Regions from separate parts of the Rattus norvegicus genome. Here region 2 is linked to region 1. The links are chromatin contacts, called in public Hi-C maps. All regions are on one chromosome and are shown on one strand. The core of a region is the stretch at or near the end of the contact, and the rest is flanking DNA. Distances in the headings are between cores, read along the strand shown.

Region 1 (3,025 bases), core at 343-2,842:
CCGCGCACCCGCAGCGGGGCAGCGGGGCCAGTCCGGGTCGCTGGGCGCACCGCACATCCTTCGCCCGCTGGCCGGCTCCAGACTGGTTTTTCTGGTTCAGCCTCCCTCCCAGGGACGCGCTGGGGGATCCGATGACGTCGCTGGCTGAGTCTCTCCCTCTTCCTCCCTCCCTTCCCTCGCCTCTCCCCCGCCCGCCCTCGCCGCGCACTCCTCCTAGTAACTTCTGTTCGGGGAGGCGCTGCCAGGAATAACCCGGTGCGTCCACAGCCCGGAGGGGAGGCGGCCGCTGCGGCTCCCTCACGCCGACAAACTGCGGCCCGGGTCCCGGCGGCTCGAGCCCCAGCTTGGCCGCCCTGGCCCCCGCCCTGGCTCCATCTCCTAACAGTGTCCGAAAATAAATAAATATATAAATAAAGGCAAGAGGAGCCTGGGCTGGCGGTGGGGATCGCCTCCCTCCCTCCTCCCTCCCTCCGCGCCCGCCCTCCCTCTGTCCTTAAGGAAATGCTACCAGACACCCCCCACCAGACACGCTCAGCCTGGGCGAGGAGCGGCCGCGGCAGCAAGAACAAGGGCATCGGGGGGCTTTCCTCCCCTCCTCCTCTCCCTCCTCTTCCTCCTCCTGCGCTGCTGTGACTTTACAGGTGAGCGGCCGCCGCGGCTGCGAGGATCCCCCCCACCGCCCGCCGCGTCGCGCCCTCCTTCGGCCGCTGTCACCCGGACTGCCGGGAGCTGACAGCCGCCCGAGGGGCTCGCGGCCGGGAGGCTGGCGGCCGGCGGGAGGCGGGCTGGAGGTGAGGGGGTGGAGAGCTGGAGAGCGGGGCGCCGCCGTGCGCTGTCTCTCCCCGGTGGAGGAGGGTCTCCTCAAAAAGAGAAAGAAAAAGGAAAAAGAAAAAAAAAAGACATCTTCGGTGACTGTGGCACAAGTATTTGCCAAGTTGAGTCTTGGACATTGAAGCTTGCCGGAGCTCGAGCAACTTGAAAGGTCTCCTGGCTGGGTAGCAGCCTCCCTCCACGCCTCGACTCTTGGGTACTGGGTGCAGCCCTGGGGTGCGTGGAGGGCGCACCGGCCGCCGGCAGAGCAGAGCGGCGGGAATCTAGGTCCCTTCTCGGCTCGGTAAGTGGCCTCGGTGCCGTGTTTTTCCTGCCTGCACCAGAGATCGAGCTTGTTTCACTTTACCCTGAAATCGCCTTCTCCCAACTCCATCGCCCCCTCCGTGGCGCGCGCCCCCGGCCGCTTTCCCGGTGGCCCAGGGGTAAGGGTCGGAGGGGGCGGGGATGGGGGAGACCTAGGCAAGGGGGGTCGGGCGCATTGGGAAATGCGGGGAATACCCTGGCCGAGGTTCTATGCAGATGAGGGGAGGCTGCTTTGCGTAATGTCCTGGGGGGGGAGGGGGCCGCGCGGGAGCGCTGGAGGCAGGAATGTGCCTGGTTACTAATGAGGGACGTGCACCGGCGCGCACCGCCCGGCCACCGCTGCGGCTGCCGCGGCCGGCGGCCCGTTGTCAGGTAGCGGGGGAGGGGGCGCGGCGCGGGGCTGGGGGCGGCGCGGGCGGGCGAGCGGGCGAGCGGGCGAGCGGACCGCAAGGGCCGGGCCGCCGGCCTGCGGCCGAGCGAGCGCGGCGGAGGCGCTGGCGCTGGGCAATTCGGTGACTCCTTTCTCCTCCGGAGCGAGGAAGGAAGGAAGGAGAGAAGGAAGGAAGGAAGCGAAGAAGGAGGGGACTGTCTCCATGGAAGGTTCAGGCGGAGGCGCCCTCGCCTTGCGGGTGCACCGGCCGCAGAGCAGTTCCAGCCGCCGCCGGCTGGCCCCCGGCGCGTGGAGACGGGTGGGGGCGGATTGCATGCTTGTTTGTGCTTCTGGTCGGGGGATCGGGAAGAAACATGTGTGTTTGGGCAGTGCACCGCGAGGAGCTGGGTCTGCGCCTTTATGTCTGTTCCCTGAAGTGGGTGGAACGTTGGCCCGTTCCGGGAATGTTCCATGACGTGGTGCAGCCACAGGAAGGGGGTTAACGAGGGGCTCTCTGCCGCGGCGGCTCTGCTGGCTGCTATCAAAGCAGATGTGCTGCTGCCGCCGCACCTCTCACCTCCCTTCACCCCCAACCCCCTCCTTTCCATTCTGTGCGTCTGGTGCTGGTAGGGCTAAGACAGGAAAACATAGCTTCTATATGTGCGTGCGTGCGTGTGTGTGTGTGTGTGTGTGTGTGTGTGTGTGTGTGTGTGTGTGTGTATGGTGGGGGTGATTTGTCTGTCGTATTTGGTGGGGGTACGACTCCAGATTAGCCTTGCCATCCCAGCTGTTATCACAGATCGGTGCGCTTTATACGCATGTGCCTCCCGCGTCCTGTCCCTCTTACATAACATACCCAGTGCAGCAGAGGACGGGAGAAAATGCGACCCCAACCCTCTAAGCTCAGTTTGTGTGGAGGCTAGAAGGTCGGAGAGGGTCTCTGGATGTTGTGCTGCAGGGATGCAGCTTCTAGCGGGGGGAAGAGACCGAGGGGAAGGAGCGTTTCTTGCAGTGGCTCGCCTCACTCGCCTACTTGAAAGCATCTAAGTGCAAAGGACTGCAGGAACTAGTCCTCTGAATGCGAAAGCTTTTGACTTGCGTCGCCTAGGGAAAGTGGGCGCTCTCACCTCCGGAGGCACAGGGAAGAGAAAGGGTCTGTAACACAGACGCCAGGAGGAGACCCGCAGTAACGTGCTTGGGCTGAGGGCAGAGGGGCTAGCATAGAAGGGACCAGAGGAATCTCTTGATAATAGGTTACACTGGAAACCCCAGAACACCTGTAATGGCTTAGAATTCACACAGGAAGCTGTGTGTGCAACTGACATTGCAAAACCCTTATGCTCTGCACAGTTATTTAGGCCTAAAATGAACACAGAGAGGCTTGCTTCCGGTCCTTTCATTATAATAGGAAAATTGAACTGATTTTTTTTCTTCTTTCCTTTTCTGCCATTTTAAAAATAACTCCAAATTATTAAAAAAATACTATACAGGTACTTTCTTGCACTCTCAAAGCAAGACTTC
Region 2 (3,025 bases), core at 236-2,735, 92 kb after region 1:
TCTGTCTATCGGAGGTGGTGGGGGCGAGTGAGATAGCTTACTGCATAGAGGGAGTGGATGGGGTAGCTCACTCTCTGGCAGGGGTGGGGGGTAGTGGGTGGGATAGCTCACTCTCTGGCAGGGGTGGAGGGAGTGGGTGGAGTAGCTCACTGCCTGGAAGGGCTGGAGCTTTGGAGGGGGTGGGTGGGATAGCTCACTCTCTGGCAGGGGTGGAGGGAGTGGGTGGGGTAGCTCACTGCCTGGAAGGGCTGGAGCTTTGGAGGGGGTGGGTGGGATAGCTCACTCTCTGGCAGGGGTGGAGGGAGTGGGTGGGGTAGCTCACTGCCTGGAAGGGCTGGAGCTTTGGAGGGGGTAGGTGGGATAGCTCACTGCATGGAAGGGGTGGAGGGGAGTGGGATAATCCATTGTGGCTGGGGCGAGGGGGTGGGCGGCTCTCCAGTCTTGCTCTGCAGATGGTAGGAGCTTGGTTCCAAGAAGATTCCCCAGATCACTTTTATCTTCTTTCTCGGGAGCAGTATCCTTGCCTCCTTGTCTCTGAGAAGGAAGCAGGCCTCCTCCAGGTGGATGAGACTTTGTAAGGGAAGTTGATGGTAACCTACTCTCAGCCGAAGAGGGAGGGGATCCGGGAGAGTTGACATTCCCTGCCTCGGTCAGGCAGCCATTTGTGGCAGAGTGTACCTGGAGCCTGTACCCTCCTGGCAGACTTCACCCTTCCACCCTCTCTCACCCTTGCAGCCCCGGAAGACCTTTGCTAAGAGAATTAATTGCTTTAATACCGATTGGCTGGAAGCCAGCCATCCGGGAGCGTGCTCCCTCCTCCCGGTTGTCGTTTGAAGTTGGATGAGGAATATAGTTGCAGTTTATGGCTTAAGAAGCCATTGTGGCATGGTGGCTCTGTGCATAGGAGTGCCATGTTCCTGACAGAAAAAAACTTCAGTTCTATCCAGGTGACACCAGAATGATGAATGCTCTATCTGCCAGCCTCCTGAAGCTGAGCTGTCTTAATTTTATGTTCTTAATTAAAGATCAGGTATTACACTTTGATAATTTTAAATGGCATGCTGGTATTGGTTGGCCTTCTTTTGGCTAAGTGTGACCTTTATGATGGAGTTGATACCCCTCATGGTAGGGAGACTGTCTTGTGCATTGAGAAATATTTCCCAAAGTCCCTGTCCTCTACCCAGTGGATGACAGTAGCCCTGCCAATCTTAACAGTCAGCAGTAGCCCCTGCCATTGCTCAGTGTGCCCTGGGAGGCAAAATGTCTGCGCTTGTAAGCCTCCATAGGCCACCAAGAAGTCTGAAGCCCATGTATCTACCAGCCTGAACCAGACGTTTATCAGCAGCACGAAGCTTGAACTTAAGATGCCAGAGTAGGAAAGTAAGGAAGGGGAGAGTTAAATTTCTAAATAGTGAGTATTCCTACTTTATGACTGAGCGAGTAGCAGTCGCAACCAGGGGACTTTCCCTGCTGGCTTGTGTCAGGAATTCCCTCTCCCCCTCTCCCGAAGGCTGGGACTCCCTCCTCAAGGACTGCTCTCACTTCTGACTCACTTAATTCTTCTGTCTTCCTTTCAATTTTCTGTCCCCTGTTGCTGCCAGTAACTGGACTAACCCTGCTGCCTGTGACAAAGACGGGAGCCATTGAGAGTGTCTTGTCGGTGCAGTGCCAGGTCACTGTGTGCGCCTCCAGACAATGTGTCTCACTGTTCTTACTTGTTTGCTTATTTCGTAGAGCTCTTCCTGGTCGTTCGTGGCCTATGTTGGGAAAGACAATTTTCTATACTGTTGACTCGAGCCCTCAGTTTGGCGATCTGGCAAGAAACTGTGCCACCGAGGTTGGCAGGTTCTGTGGTACTCCTATTACGTTGCCTTAGGCTAATTCTAAATCTGGTTGTATAAGCTTTAGGAAGGGGTAGCCTCTAGTGCCAATTACCATTTGTGACATTAGTCTAGAGGGGAAACACAGTCCAGATTTCCAGTGCTAGGTATAAAAGCGAACTTGGGGAACGTGACTTTTTTTTTTTTTCAAATAAGATGGGGTGAGAGACAGGCATAGTCCAGCTGGTACCCATTCCAAGTGAGGCTTTCCACAACATCACAGGGAGATGCTCTTGCTAGCAAGGTCAGAGCTCCTACTCCTGTGGGACAGAACCTTCCTTCTCGGTCCCAGGCTTAGAGAGCTGACAGGCTGAAGCAGCTGCGACTTGTTCCTCTCGTAAGTAATAGAGGAAGCATGCAAATATTTCCAGGATCCCATGGTGTGGACATGCCATGGTGTACAGTCTTTACCAAATGTCATAGTCTGCCCAGGGAAGAAAAGAACAGTTACTGTGAACTGAGAACTCAGCTCACCGAAGGCTGTAAGAAATAACTGGACATCTTCAGTTTTAAAGAGAAAGAAGGGCTGGAGAGATGGCTCAGCGGTTAAGAGTACTGACTGCTCTTCCAGAGGTCCTGAGTTCAATTCCCAGCAACCACATGGTGGCTCACAACCATCTGAAATAAAGTCTGATACCCTCTTCTGGTGTGTCTGAAGACAGCTACAGTGTATCCATATACATGAAATAAATGTCTTTTTTAAAAAAAAAGAGAGAGAGAGAGAGAAAGAAAACAGGTGATCTGTGCTGTACAAATTTTCGCTGAAACTGAAAACAGTTACAAGAGAAGCACAAAACCTCCAGTCCTTGTTTGTACGTCAAATGTCAAATGAGGAAATGCTTGTATCTGGTTTGTCAGGGTAGGGACATTTGCATTTCACTCCAGGAGACTGGACCGAGAAGGTCTGAGGGTTCCCCTTATCCTGTGGGCATTCTCTCTTCCCCTCTAAAGTTGTCAAGGTGGACTCCGTAGAGAGATAAACTTATCTAAGCCAGACCGTGAGGGGGCTGAGCCGGTTACTTCCTTTGCGAAGTTCCTAGACCATCTTACTGATGGCTTTGAAGTTGGGTTCAGGCTGCCCCAGGACATCAGACAGTTGTAGAAATGAAATACAAGCCTGATGGACTGTTCCGACACTGGGGGCT

What was found. Hi-C and Micro-C count contacts between places; a contact is called where the count stands out from the background.
Region 2: a contact with region 1 is called in a Hi-C map of Schwann cells, with 5 times the contacts expected there. The contact joins the enhancer-like site here to the promoter of Hivep2 in region 1. A contact is called at or near these places in 5 of 12 Hi-C or Micro-C datasets (the A7r5 cell line, Schwann cells, frontal cortex and 2 more) and 1 of 1 datasets of contacts at active chromatin or transcription factors (oligodendrocytes).

The regions. Positions count from the first base shown.
Region 1 is chr1:10,177,810-10,180,834 of GRCr8, forward strand. It overlaps Hivep2 (HIVEP zinc finger 2), which reads left to right and starts at 1,593. Exons shown (of 9, transcript NM_024137.1): 1 at 1,593-1,823.
Region 2 is chr1:10,269,901-10,272,925 of GRCr8, forward strand. All of the region lies in intron 1 of Hivep2 (HIVEP zinc finger 2), which reads left to right. Among named protein-coding and RNA genes, the nearest start is that of Hivep2, 92 kb to the left of the region's middle. Within about 2 kb of position 1,486, at least 46 of the 93 cell types and tissues checked have an H3K27ac peak or open chromatin away from gene starts, as enhancers often do. A contact at or near this core is called in Schwann cells, where this site is marked.